2 separate regions of the Scylla paramamosain genome follow, and region 1 is linked to region 2. The links are chromatin contacts, called in public Hi-C maps. All regions are on one chromosome and are shown on one strand. The core of a region is the stretch at or near the end of the contact, and the rest is flanking DNA. Distances in the headings are between cores, read along the strand shown. Region 1 overlaps LOC135104634 (protein held out wings-like). Region 2 overlaps LOC135103411 (F-box only protein 11-like).

Region 1 (7,200 bases), core at 2,431-4,930, 130 kb before region 2:
GGTACTCAGTGAGGAGGGGGGAGCTGAGGGCAGCGTAGTTGGCATACTCGGCGGCAGCATATGGTGCATACATCAAGCCAGCAGGAGCATCACCGGCGGCGATGAGGGGTGGTGGCATGCCAGCACTAGTGCCATTGAGCAGCGCAGTAGTGGTGGGCACTGGTATGCGGGTGGGCATGATGAGGGGATGCCCCCCCAGTGGAGTGGCGGTGCGCAGCGGGGATGGGAGAGTCATCCCAGGTGTGAGCAGGCGTGGGACTTCCCCTGTAAGAGGACCCAGTCCCTCAATTTCTGGCAAGGGACAGGGAAGGAAGGTTAGTGAGTCAGTCCACCACCGCCACGCGCATCTCCTTCACCTTGGATTAGTGGCTCAGTTATGCAACTTAAAAATTGAAAGAAAAAGACTGAAAATGTAACCAATATATTTCAACATAAAAGTAAAGATTATATTAAATAACCCAAACACCTGGTGGTTCATTCCAACTGTTAATTGCAAATAACTATGTGTATTAACAAAGCATTATGGGGTTACTCAGAATATATGTAAAAATTTAAAAATGAAAATAATTAATGCATTAGTTATAAACTCAAAAGTCATTATGGTAACCTATTCTGTACACAATTCAAATCAAACTCTACCAGTTGTAACACTAATAAAGTGAACCAAGAGGCAACTGCCTGGGTGAGGTGTTCATTGTAAACTTTAATGATCTAAGTAAATTATCAAAAGAGAATGGAAAAGAAAATGGTATTAGTGTTAACAATATAATTTTTAATAATGCATATACCATATATATTTTTAATAATGTTATATCCTTCAATAATAACATGCAAACTAGTGAAAGCATCCATGAGAAGCTAACTCTTCCTGACCCCTTCTCAATGCAATTTTTGGAAGCCAGGAGTCTGTACCAGCATATATAATAATTACTTGACACCTGTAAATAGACACAAAATTTATCTTACCATTAAGCAGTGTGAAGATCAGATTTACAAACTTAAGAAATGATGAATAGCTATTGGTACATTAAAAGAAGTTAAAATTAAAAATAAAGGAAATAATGACTTAAAACGGTAAGAGTACTATACCGTTAACTGGGTACAGTCGTGCCCCGTTATAGTGGCTGCTCTGGGCAGAGGCAAAAAAGGCCACTGTAAGAAAATGGCCAAAATAAAAAGCAACATGAGTGACTGCAATCAATGTTAAATGGGGTTAAATGGGTTTAGTTCACATGTACGTAAGTGGCCAATGTTAGGAGGTGGCCACTCTAACGAGTCGACTGTATTGGACCAGTAGAGGGAGTGAGGCAACATGCTGGACCAGACCGACGTTGCTGAATGTCGGACAAAAGGAAGAAGTTCAAATCTCACTTAAATATTTTAAGGTAAATTTCTTACTACATGAAGGGCCAAGCATTACAAACACACAGTGCATGAAAACACTTCATACTTACTAACTCTAATTATCATTAAAGCAAGGGGACCAGCAGGAAATATAGGTAATGTAATATTAATGAGAGGCTCAACAGAAAAGAATTATAGGCAGGTAAAGCCTACCTGGGTTCTTACTCGAGGAATCTCTGTAGGTGCCGTTGATGATGGCGAGTTCCATCAACTGCCGCTTCTTCAACTCGTCCTCACCGTCGGCCTGTGGAGGGGAGGCACTGTGAGACCCACACCAAAAAAGTAAACAAGAAATAAATGACATAACACTACAAGACATTCTCTCATGCCTCTCAGCACTAGTTACTTCAGTGGTGTCTGTAAGGATGAAATGTCCTGCCTACAACTCTGGAGGATAGTGTGTATTTGTCAACTTTCTCACCACAATATGTGACAATGTGGAGCACTAAAAGGACTGTGCAAAATCTATACAAGAATCTATAAGAAAAATAATGTATTTTCCAATGTCTATCCTCTATAATAATTAAAAGTAGCAGTAGAACAAAAATGTCCCCATATGATTTGTGATTAAGGAACAATGTGTCAAACTGCAGTGAAAGAGATAAGTATTGGTGGTGAAACTTTAGTTATGAGAAAGACTGAGAGAAAGAATAAAGATGAGCTACCTAAATTAAATTAATGTATCACAAAAGATACAATAAAATATTGATATGCATGCAGGCTTATGGAAGGATATACAAAATAAGGGGATTGGATGAAGTATTACCATCCACTTTGATATCTAATATGACATACAATTTCTCAGTAAAGGTAACACTGATGGGATGAGATGGGAAATAACTGAGAAAGCCACAGGTACTTACGGATGGCACCAGCAGCTTGCGGATTTCTTCAAGGGCACGCTGGATCTTCATCTTGGCCCTGTTCTCTGAATCCTCAACACTGATAAGGACATGAAGGTCTTCATTCAGGTGCTCCCAGTTAGGCTTCCCACGATTCTGCTCCTCCTGAGACAAATATGATACTTAGTTATAAGCATGTGCACACACACACACACACACACACACACACACACACACACACACACACACACACACACACACTAGTGACATGTTACTTTACAAAGTCATGCAAGAGGATTAGTGACAGCAGTAAAGGTCAGCAATCCCAACACAACACTAAAGATCCTCCTCTCCTCTTTGCAACTCCAGGTTCACTGAATGGGTTGTTGTCTTTACATACCAGGCAATGTAAAATAAACTAAGGCATGTCCATTTTCATTATCTATCTAATATATATATATATATATATATATATATATATATATATATATATATATATATATATATATATATATATATATATATATATATATTTTTTTTTTTTTTATTTATTTTTTTTTCCCTTTAATTCATGTTTAAAAAGGAAAAGTCAAGATGACTTGCATGATCTAATGGTATGAATTTATCCTGAAGAATGAAAAGATAAAACATATACTAGAGGTACATCTCACCCTACTGTGACTTACCTTCTTTTTGTCCCGCATGGAGCCTTTGCCACGCACCATAATCTTGCATCCTGTCTCCTGCTCCAGTTGCTTGGCCGTCATGCCCCGTGGACCCAGTATTCGACCCACGAAGTTAAACTGGAAAAAAAAAAAGAACATTAATTATTTCCAAATTGAGTTAATATAAACTGAAAAGCTAGTCTCTATCACACACTTTAAATGGTATGGTGAATCATGTATGACTGGGGCTAATAGGAGACTGATTAAATAGTTCGATTCACCAATAGACTAAAGAGAAGATATCACGGAGTTGTAGTGAAGAACTGACTGGTCACTTATTTTCAAACTAAGACTTAAAATATTCATTTTCAAACCATTAATAATAAGGTTCTCACGAATGCTTTTGTTTACTGATTTTCTTTTCGGCCGACAGTGAAAAATCTTTGCTAAATTTTCACAAGAATCATAAAAAAAAAAAAAAAATCCTTGAAAACCAACCTCCATTACTGCCTGATGAAATGAGATGACGCCGAAACACTTCAGGGTGCGACCCCTGGACCATTGGTCTGTACGGTATTGCTCATCACACTGTCACAACACGGCAGCTGCACAACATTAACCTTTACTCCAACAAGCATCTAGTGGAGTGAGATTATCAACTCGAAGAGCTGCATTGAGATAAAAATTATTTTCGCTACTCAGACTTGACTACTCGCTGTTCGTTTTTCTCCTCCGTAGAACAGCAAAACACAAATCGCCGAACCACTATAGGCCACGTGAGACAATACATAACATTCATGTCACCCGGTTTCAAAACAAGTGTGTGTGTGTGTGCACGTGGAAGTTCGGGCGGAGGGTGCGGGCGACCAGCTGTGCAGTTATTAATACATGGTAGGCGCGTGAGCAAGAAGGCTTCCTAAATATAGCAGCACCCGACCAGTCTTACGCCGCCGCCGCCGCCACCACCGCCACACTTCATGCAATACGCTTCCCACTTTGTACCGCTCCCATTTACCGCTTTCTTCTGAATTACTATAACGTAGTAAACAAATGTCCGGACCTACATTATAATGAGCTCTGGCAATGCTCGCCCACGCCATGGTGCCCCAGAGGAACGTAGGGTGGAAGAAAGGCGGCGGTAGGGTGGGGGCGCTGGTTGGTTGGCTGGCTCCGCGGATAAGACCCACCAACCTGTCTTCTACTAAACACAAACTTTCACTATCGTAAATGCATTCTAATAGTCCGTATCAGAATCATACTATTATGTTATGGAAACAGATATCGTTCACATAGCTTTCCGTCAAAGGAGTTCATCAGTCACTGGTCTGACTGGGTTCGGCCCGCTGGATACTACTTAAGCCTGGTATGGCTGAGCCGAATGTGACGCGAACGAATAACATACATCACGTCGTTTCTGGAGAGTTATGTGGTACATCTTAAACCTCCGCCGAGTAGTACAAAATAACAGACGAAGCTGAAGAGGGCTGAACAACTACGAGTATACAGCTGGACAATGAGAGAAGCGCGCCACTACACAACAAACAAATATAATATGGTTATCATGGGTGTTCTCCCAATATTGATACAGAATCCTTGTTAAATTATCACTAGAGACAACAAAGAACATCTGAAACCCTCAACAGCCTGCTGAAAGTAGCAGAAGAGAAAAGGCCGAAACTGGGCTCTTCCTCTGACCAACCTTTTCAATGGATTCACTTGAGAGAGAGAGAGAGAGAGAGAGAGAGAGAGAGAGAGAGAGAGAGAGAGAGAGAGAGAGAGAGAGAGAGAGAGAGAGAGAGAGAGATTCTGGAGATGAGAAAGGGAGGTTATGGGGGCGGGTTAGCTGACGTCTGGGTATCCCTCCTCCCTCCCTCCCTTGTGTTTACTCTCATAACCAAACATCCCAAATACAGCCTGTCATCCCTCCTTCCCTCCCTTCCTGCCTCCAAGACACACACTTCCTCCTTTCCCTTCCTCACTCCCGACACATACTGTTGCCTTCCTGAGACATTCATATGACCTCACTGTTGCAATGCCTTAGAATCCATCCCTCAATTCCGAGACACTCTCTCTCTCTCTGGAGTTAGTCCTGCCATAGAAGTCGAGGAAACACGCAGAGTAAATGACAACGTTTCCATATCTTTCTGTACCAACTCTCCAAAACGACATGCAGGAAAAGCGAAGATGATAAAACAAGGTGGATTAAAAAAAAATAATAATAATAAATAAATAAATAAATAAATATAAATAAATAAAAAATAAATAAAATAAATAAATAAATAAATACCACGGAAAAAAAGGGGAAAGGTTCTTACATGTAAACTGTAAGGAAGTACTCGTGTAAAAAAAAAAAGTGATGCGGAAAAAAAAAATCCATAGACAAGGTACAAAATATGACAGAGAACAGCGAGAAGAAACACTTGTTATCTCATATACAGGAGGGAGGGAGGGAGAGAGGGGAGGGAGGGAAGGAAAGAAGAAAGAAAGAAAGAAAGAAAGAAAGAAAGAAAGAAAGAAAGAAGGAAGGAAAGAAGTCATTATGTCACTCATGCACTGCAAAGAAAGCATAGTACGAGAGAGAGAGAGAGAGAGAGAGAGAGAGAGAGAGAGAGAGAGAGAGAGAGAGAGAGAGAGAGAGAGAGAGAGAGAGAGCGCTATTTTAAAGGAAGAGTGCTGTATTTTAGAGTAAGCCAATGTCATTTGCCAGGTCCGTCGGCGGCTTGTCAACATCAGCTCAGGTAAGAGACAAAACCTTGAGACTCATTCACCAGTTGCTGGCGGGGCGTCATTCAGCGGACCGCGTAATCCCGTGCTTTATATACTTTCAGTTTTGGCAGCGGCAGGAAGGGAACTGTTTAGGATACGCCCAGGCCTTAGGGAGCATAACTCACATACCCTAACGTGTGTGCGAGATTCTTTTAGAGAGTGGAGATTAGGAAGGGAGCACAAGAGTAAGCCTAACTTAGCTTGCCTCCCTTAGAGCTGTGTTTTACCGTATCCAGAAACGCTTCTACTCCACATTCTGACTACTTTCAAGAGGTTTTAGTTGAAGATACACTATTTTAAAGTTTTATTTATTTATTTATTTATTTTTACGGTTCTAGTGACAGATTAACAAATTTTCTACGTTATTAAAATGAGAAACACTCTTGAGAACACGGGCAAACATTTATGTGGCGTTTGAAAATAGTCGTGGTGAGAGATATAAACTGTAACACCACCGCCTCTTACTATACACCTCGGGGCCTGGAAACACCATCTGCTCCACCCAGTACCCTTCTTACTCGCCCATGACGCGCCTCACTGTTCCCCCCTCGTCCCCTCTAGTCCATCCCGGTGTCTCCCATGCTGAACGCCATGTCTTAATTCCCTTACAAGGTGCCGCCGCGTTGCTCCCCGCATCCAGCGTTCCCTGGCGTGGGGGGCATTGTGTTCCGCCCTGCTGTGCCACGTTGCTGTCTCAATGGTGACCTCCTCAGTTGAAACCTTGAGATAATTACCTTCTAGTGAAAAAAATAAATAAATAAATAAAATAAATGTATAATCAACACTCACATCAATATAATTACTCAACGCTGCTCTTTTAGCGAGAACATTCGATATTCAAGTCAACTGTGATGCCTAGAGTAATTTATCACAATTAGACCATGTTAAAATATAGTTGTATCTATTTATTTACCTATTTGTCAGTCTCTATCCTCCCCTTTTTTTCCCCCCTCTCCTTATCAAAGCCTGTCTCCCAAACCACGAACCTTGTGTTTTCTCATCACAAGTCACATGATCAGCTCTCCTTTTTTTTTTTTCTCTCTCTCTCTCTTTTTTCTTTTGCATCCTGAACACACACACACACACACACACACACACACACACACACACACACACAAAAAAAAAAAAAAAAAAAAAAAAAAAAAAAAAGCTACGCCAACAACGTGTTAACATGTTAACAGCAACTGAAAAAAAAAAAAAAAACTGCTTTCTTTTTATTCCCCCTCCCAAGCGCCAGCCAGTGCTCCTCACGGCGCCAGACGAACCCAGAACGCCTAGCCCACTGAAGCACGCGTCACGCTCGATTACAGTAAGTCCAAGAAACAAGTCAGAGTCATACCACATAAAAAAGACACATTTACAAGTGATTCAGATACGCAATGAGGCTGTGATGAGAAAACAACACGATTCATCCTCCTGTTTTCTTGTTCTTTTCTATGATGTAACTAGCGTTAAACTTTCCTTTTCTCCTCACCCTCCTTCTCTTTTTTCTTACCCTTTTCTAAGATCTAACTAAAATTATA
Region 2 (7,150 bases), core at 2,184-4,683:
GTAATGCGTGACGTTGGCGTGACGCGTGACGGTGTACTCGTGGGCCGCTTTGCCGTAAACTGGAGTGTGTCACATCGATGGCACATCTTACGCGTAAGTGTGGAGCTGTCCTTGATGATGAACTCAGCTACTGGAGCCATAAGTGTTCACGGCGCCGCGGTCACCTCCCGAAATAACCTGAATACCATTTTTAGACTTCATCTGCCGGGCTGGTAGAGGGCTGACTCATCAATCTCCTCTCCCTAGTCGCCTGTATGAAGCTCTGGCGTGTGTTTTGAGGCACAGGAATGTGTGTGTGTTGCAAACTGTAGTGTATGAACACAGTACTTTCCTTTGCCATGCTTTCTGTTCACAAATCTCCAAAGGATCTCACGCCGCGATATCAAGTTGAAAACTTGATCACAGCATCCTTCAAACCTGCATAAGCGTCGTTCACGGGAGGATGAATTATTATTATTTTTTTTTTATTTATTTATTTATTTTTTATTTTTTTTTTTTTTTGTGCTGTGACAACTTGCTCGTGTGGCGTCGTCGTTTGAGAGAGAGAGAGAGAGAGAGAGAGAGAGAGAGAGAGAGAGAGAGAGAGAGAGAGAGAGAGAGAGAGAGAGAGAGAGAGAGAATTTGAGTAAACTGGATTGAATTGAACTGTATGGGTCTTAAGCACCAAACTAACAACCATGTAGCACTAAGGCTATTACAGTCATGTTTATATTAACCAGAATAAAGAGTGGGCAAAAAAAGACCTGATGTTAGGTATAGAAGGTATAAAGGCAGCCAAGAAAATCTAGACTTGGGGCGTAAAAAGTGTTACTTTTACAAGGCAATCAAGAAGTAACTGACAAAATACAGGATAATAACGGTATGACCAGGAAGAGGCCCCATGATTCAAAAGTTGAGTGAATTAATTACACCTAATGCTTTCGTTGTACTATACAGATGGGCTTGCAGCAACATATAAGATGGATTTGTTGGACTGGATACATTTAATTTCTGATGTCACCCAAGCAGATAGATACTAGTGGAGAAAGTAATCCGAGAACAAATAAATTGGCAAGGTGTGAGGGGGAGAGCTACAGAACACGTGAGAGAATAAAGTGTTAATTTTTAGTGATGCTTGCATGGTAATAAAAAGTTAATGTTTCTTTTAAAAAAACTGAACAATAACCTCTCATTCTTTCAGGAAAGGGAGAAAACTTGCATCTAACCTTTTATCCCCAAAAGCCTTAAAACAAACCTTAGATTCAGAGTTTTTATTTGTATATACATGTTTAGGCCCTTTATACAGTGCACATCATTTGATGACGCCCTCGGTCCCCTGCTGCTGTACCATCTAAGGACCCCTGAAATAGTTCTGCTGTAAAGGCCTTCCAGATAGTCCTGGAAATGAGGTACTTGGCCTGAATAACTGTCCTCCTGTGGTGAATTCCTAGACTACATCGATATGTGGAATGAGGCCTATCTTTCACATACTGAATTGTTATCTATCGTTGGCCAAGGAAATAAAATAAAATAAAAGCATGTCTACGTACACTTGGTTTGCTCATCTACAAAATAAAAATGGTGTTCTTTTTCCTTTCGTCAAGGTTGGCAATACAGGATCACAGCAGTAAGTAGTTCCAGTGTACTGAAGGATTCACCCTTCTTTTAAAACTGTTCGGTAAAGCCCTGACGTCACTTTCCTCCGTCAGGTGTGTCCAGCGCACTCGGAGGCTCATGGTGGATGCAGGCCTGGGCTAGGCTTGCACTCTACTTCATAGATGATGTCTTGCCAAGCTCTTTTTTGTATATAATATATACTTCTCTTTACCACTATCAAAGAGTAAAAAACACATGCTTTTCCAATTACCTATGAACTATTTTACTCAGAAGTCTTACAAAACTCCAGCCTGAGGTACAACAGGGACCTGGGTACATTATAACTCCATTTTGTACTCAACTAACATCTGTAGTGACCATTATCTGCGGTCCAAATTTAGTACTTGCACACACTACGTAGTATTACCTCAGACGCCACACAAAGCTACCATATCAACACTAGTTTGATCACCAATCATTAGCTGAGTACAAGATGCAACACACATCTCCCAACTCAAACTACATACCCAGGAAAATATAAGTAAATTTATTTGTGTGTTTTTTCAGGATGAAGTATGACACTACACCAGTTCCATTAAGCCTAACCACTGGCAATGTCTTATGCATGACTCACTCAGGCAGACTTAGGATACACTCAACTGTGTCAGATAAAGATACAAAATCATTTGAAACTTGCTCCTAAATACGTAACATGCACTGAATTTGGGTTGCACACAATGTAATATACAATCTCAAAGGAACACATTTTTTGCGTTAAAAAATGCATAGCAGTTAAATGTTTCAAACACATCATAATAACAATCAAAAGAAATAAATATACATATTTTGTCAACAGACTAAAGTGCAAGCATTCAATTTTGCATCTTTACTGTCACAGTCATTTGCTCAGTCTTACAACTGCACACTAAGTACACATGAATAAGATGTGCATTCTAAAACGAATGCCTATCATTTCTTGCGGAAGAAAACTAACATGTAAGCAAACACATACTGGCGTATGAAGTGTCCAAAAGTGAGAAAAGATGCTGAGATAGCAATGTGAAGAGAGAAAATAAGCTGCGTCAGTCTCTTGACAATACTAATTGCCAAATTTGATCTCCCATAAATGAGGTCAGATGTTTTCCTCAATGATTAAGGAAGTGGGAGCCCAATTACTTTAATCATGGAAGCACAATTGAACACAAAGGTAATACTTCAACTATGAATGTATTACAGATTCTGGTTGTGCACTACACACTTCCTTTTTTAAAATCTCCAAACAGGACACTTCCCTCATAGAGCTGGTGCTTCACTTCCTAGGGAGACAGGTTCACAGGGACAAGTTGGATTCATTTCTCCACTAACGGCACTCGGGCATACTGAACCAAACACACAAAAAACTGAGTATCTTCTCTGGGCTTCAAGAATTTTTAAATTGCAATATAATTTGCATTTCTTTAAAAGCGTGGACATACACCTTTTGAACTCAATATGGGGACAGAAAAAAACAAAAACCTAAAACACATATATGGCACATTGAGCAACAGTAACATTACTACTACTACTAAGGAATCTTCCTTACATAGGGAGGGACACAGTTGCAGGCAGCTGAGGGGAGGAGTCTGAGGTATGTAAGAGGAACCACAAGAAAGGGACACAAGGGGGAAACACTGAGGTACACCTGGGGATAATGAACCCTAATGGATGCTGGCTTATAATAATGACAATTCATGATCAACAAAAACAAATAAAATAGCAAAACTGGAATTGCATCACACATAGCTCAAGGTTTGCTGGACCGAGTCAAGACCACCAGTGTGCAATACTCTCTCCTGCACAGGCAGCCACTCAGTTTTCAACAAGTGTCTTGTCTAGGGATTATTTGTGTGGTATTCCTGCTAACTGCAGCTGAAAACTCCCCAGGATGCTTTCTGGTCTGCAGATGTACTTGAAAGGCATGTGTCTGAGTCTTATTGTTCAGGGTAATCTGAATGACACAAATGTGAACCCAGAGCTTTCAGTAGTGGCATGCCACAGCTGAGTGTTTAAGTTGGGTGGATACTGGATAACATTACTGGACCATATGTGACCCTACTGTGGCTGACACCAACTCTGGACATCACATGATGCCATCACACTCGTGGGTGGAATGAGGCTGGGTGTAGCATCATTAGGCGGTGGGAGAAGTAGGGAGGGAACTTTCCTGTCTTAGACACATTAGGATGATCTCTGGGGAAATTAACTTTTACCATTTAAAAAAGTTAATTTCCATAGATAAAGGAGAGTTTGCTGTATATGCTAGTGTGAGTGTATGATGATGCAATGAGAGGTGAAGATGAGGAGTGATGGGTGGCAGCAGCAAATGGGGTTATGAGTGATGAAGGTGCTAGGGATGAAACTATTAGGAGCTGGGTTGGGGTAGAGCAACATTCTGTGAGCCAGATGACACTGGGAGGACTGCAGAAAAGCAATGGATTCAGACCCTTTAGATGGACATGCGAACTCTTGAATGAAAAAATAAAGGCACTATCTAAATCCATGTTTTTTTTGTTTTTTTTGTTGTTGTTTTTTATAAAGCTGCACAGATATCCTACCTACGCCAGCAGGGAGACATAAAACTTTACTGTCTGGGGAGAAGAAAGCCACTGCTCTATTGTCCTGGCTGCTCCCAGGTGGTGTGCAGTTACACTAAGTTTTTATTTTGGTTTTAATCACAGTTATCTGTAGTGTTCCAATGCAATATAAAATTTCTAACAAAATTGATACAACAAATATCCTTAGAGGCTCAAAAATACATTATAAAAATGCAACTTAACTCCACATGCAAAATAATACAACAGATCTTCCAAACAAAAACATGGGAAATTATGAGAAACAACTACAATTACTGCATATTGATTTTTTTTCAAAGATTATTATATAAAAATCTTAACATCTTATTATCTAATTATGAACTGTACTCAATCATAACATTGCAAAATGATCCATGCCTCATGGATACAGGCAAGGAACAGGTTGGATTTTCTGTACTCAACACATATATACACACCCTCACACATCCAAACAGCAGCTATATACATCACTGGTACTCATGTAAGCAAAGAAATCCTGTAGGTAGAGAACCACTCTTGTGCTTAGTCCATATTGGTTTTTGTGCCAATCACCATCACCACTGCATTGTACACAATGATGGCATAAACAAGCTTTATCTCTAATGGTTCCACACAAAATAATTGTTCCTAGTCCTTACTTACAAAATATTTCCACCTTGTGCAGGAAATATCTGACAACGAACGGACGTCATCACGTCATAATCTGATGTGATACACATCAATCATCACTCTATTAAAAGAAAGGCTTTTGTGAAGGTCAAGCAGGATAAAATCAGACTACATTCACTTCCTTGAGATTTTTCTTCTCTCTTCTTTTTTTTCCACGGCACTGAGTTTCCAGAAAGTGCAGAACGCTTTCATATACTGCATAACATTAAGCGTTTTTAAGTCCACAGATAATTCATAGCAATAGAAATATAATCCACTATATGGCTATGGGTGGTGTGGACAAATCACAGTACAAAGGTGGGTAATATAGTCTATGTAAACTTTCCAATACTTTGTGTTTAGTTACAAGTAAAGTGCATGAAGACACTAATCCTGCTTTTCTAAATACTGATCATAAACCAAAAGGCTGGTGGGCATCCGAGGCAGAGTCTAAATACAAACTTTACATTATGGTGATGCTCCCAGCCGGTAGTTAGACCTCTGCCATCAGTGACTGTGATTCGATGGGCGCAGCAGAGTCATAGAGGGTGTCTGTGTCCTGCGTGGGCTCCCCCTGCAGCTGGCATTGGTTGTTGAGGGTTCCAGCACCACAGTCACAGAAAAACCTATAAACAGTATCAAGATTGAAAGTGAGACCCTGAGACACACCTTGAAATATGTGGGAATGAGTCAAATACTTTACATATGAGAGAGAGAGAGAGAGAGAGAGAGAGAGAGAGAGAGAGAGAGAGAGAGAGAGAGAGAGAGAGAGAGAGAGAGAGAGAGAGAGAGAGAGAGAGAGAGAGAGAGAGAGAGAGAGAGAGAGAGAGAGAGACTAGCCAACATCTCCCTTGAAACACAGCCACCCTTGACACTTACCTGTCATGCCGTATGAACTCCACCACATGTCCGTTGTGACAGGTCTTGATGCAGTTCACACATATGGCGTTCCGTTCAGTTGTATTGCATGTGCGGCACCGAAAAAAGTCATGCATTGGGAAGCTTGTGTAAGAAGATATCTTATAGAGGCACTGACCACTGGATACAGCTTTTTCCACAGCATCATGATTACTGAATATCTTATTGCCTGGAATTTGAAGACAGAATTATGAAAGGCATCTTATTTTTGCAGGTAAGTTCTGTGTTGTTGCTTGCTTTTGCAATTCCTATCCTATCTTCCCTCTACTGACTGGCATGCAACTCTTGACTTAAAATTCAGTCATTATCACCCATTATCTTCACATGGCCAAATCTAACACAATTTCATTGTCATAATCACTCACATGTTAAATGCATTCACAATGTTTCTTTTTAATTCCACCATTACTGGGCCATCTCTTAGAGCTTTACACATCTATTTCATAAGAACATAAGAACGTAAGAAATAAGGGAAGCTGCAAGAAGCCACCAGGCTTACACGTGGCAGTCCCTGTATGAAATATACCTACCCATTTTCATCTATCATCCCCATCCATAAATCCGTCTAATCTTCTCTTAAAGGTCCCTAATGTCTTAGCACTAACAACTTGATTACTGAGTCCGTTCCATTCATCTACCACTCTATTTGAGAATCAATTTCTTCCTATCTCCTTAAACCTAAATTTTTTCAATCTTGAACCTGTTATTTCTTGTTCTGTCCTGATTGCTGATCCTAACAATTTTGCTTAAGTCCCCCTTGTTATAACCATTACACCACTTAAAGTCTTCTATCAGGTCCCCTCTTAACCTACATCTCTCTAAAGAATGTAAATTTAGCAGTTTCCATCTCACCTCATAAGGAATACTCCTCATTCCCTGTATCCTTTTAGTCATTCTTCTTCGTACTGATTCTAATAGACCTATATCCTTTCTGTAATGTGGAGACCAGAACTGCACAGCGTGGTCTAGATGAGGTCTGACCAGCAATAAATATAACTTTAGTATTACTTTGGGTCTTCTATTTTTAACCCTCCTAAAAATGAATCCTAATAATGCTTACTTTGGCCCACATACACTCAAGTCACTACTTTTAACAAACTAAATTTCATTATCATAAAGGATCACACTGGAGGTACAATCTCCTTTTCATTACACAATCTCCTTTTCATTACAAGGGAAAATCTTTTCACTTTTGAGAGGAACACTGACTTTCTGAATTTCCTCACCTCACTCCTAATTCTAGCTATAAAGACAACTTCTGCTCCATCAAAGCCAAATCATTATTGCACATGTAACAACCTCTATTAACATATTTCAAAGACCCACTCCTAAGCTGGTAAGATCTCAAATAAATAATTACAGTTTATAGCATGAGATGCCTTAGCATAAAAAAACAC

What was found. Hi-C and Micro-C count contacts between places; a contact is called where the count stands out from the background.
Region 1: a Hi-C map of muscle shows a contact between it and region 2, with 3 times the contacts expected there. The contact joins two enhancer-like sites. A contact is called at or near these places in 2 of 2 Hi-C or Micro-C datasets (muscle and testis).

The regions. Positions count from the first base shown.
Region 1 is chr1:30,584,896-30,592,095 of ASM3559412v1, reverse strand. It overlaps LOC135104634 (protein held out wings-like), which reads right to left. Exons shown (of 12, transcript XM_064012198.1): 6 at 2,933-3,049; 7 at 2,268-2,411; 8 at 1,558-1,648; 9 at 1,090-1,152; 10 at 1-291. Among protein-coding and RNA genes, the nearest start is that of LOC135103480, 25 kb to the left of the region's middle. Within about 2 kb of position 3,680, the one cell type or tissue checked has an H3K27ac peak away from gene starts, as active enhancers do.
Region 2 is chr1:30,454,399-30,461,548 of ASM3559412v1, reverse strand. It overlaps LOC135103411 (F-box only protein 11-like), which reads right to left. Exons shown (of 14, transcript XM_064009607.1): 13 at 5,715-5,922; 14 at 1,236-5,461. The coding sequence ends at 5,329. Among protein-coding and RNA genes, the nearest start is that of LOC135103411, 23 kb to the right of the region's middle. Within about 2 kb of position 3,433, the one cell type or tissue checked has an H3K27ac peak away from gene starts, as active enhancers do.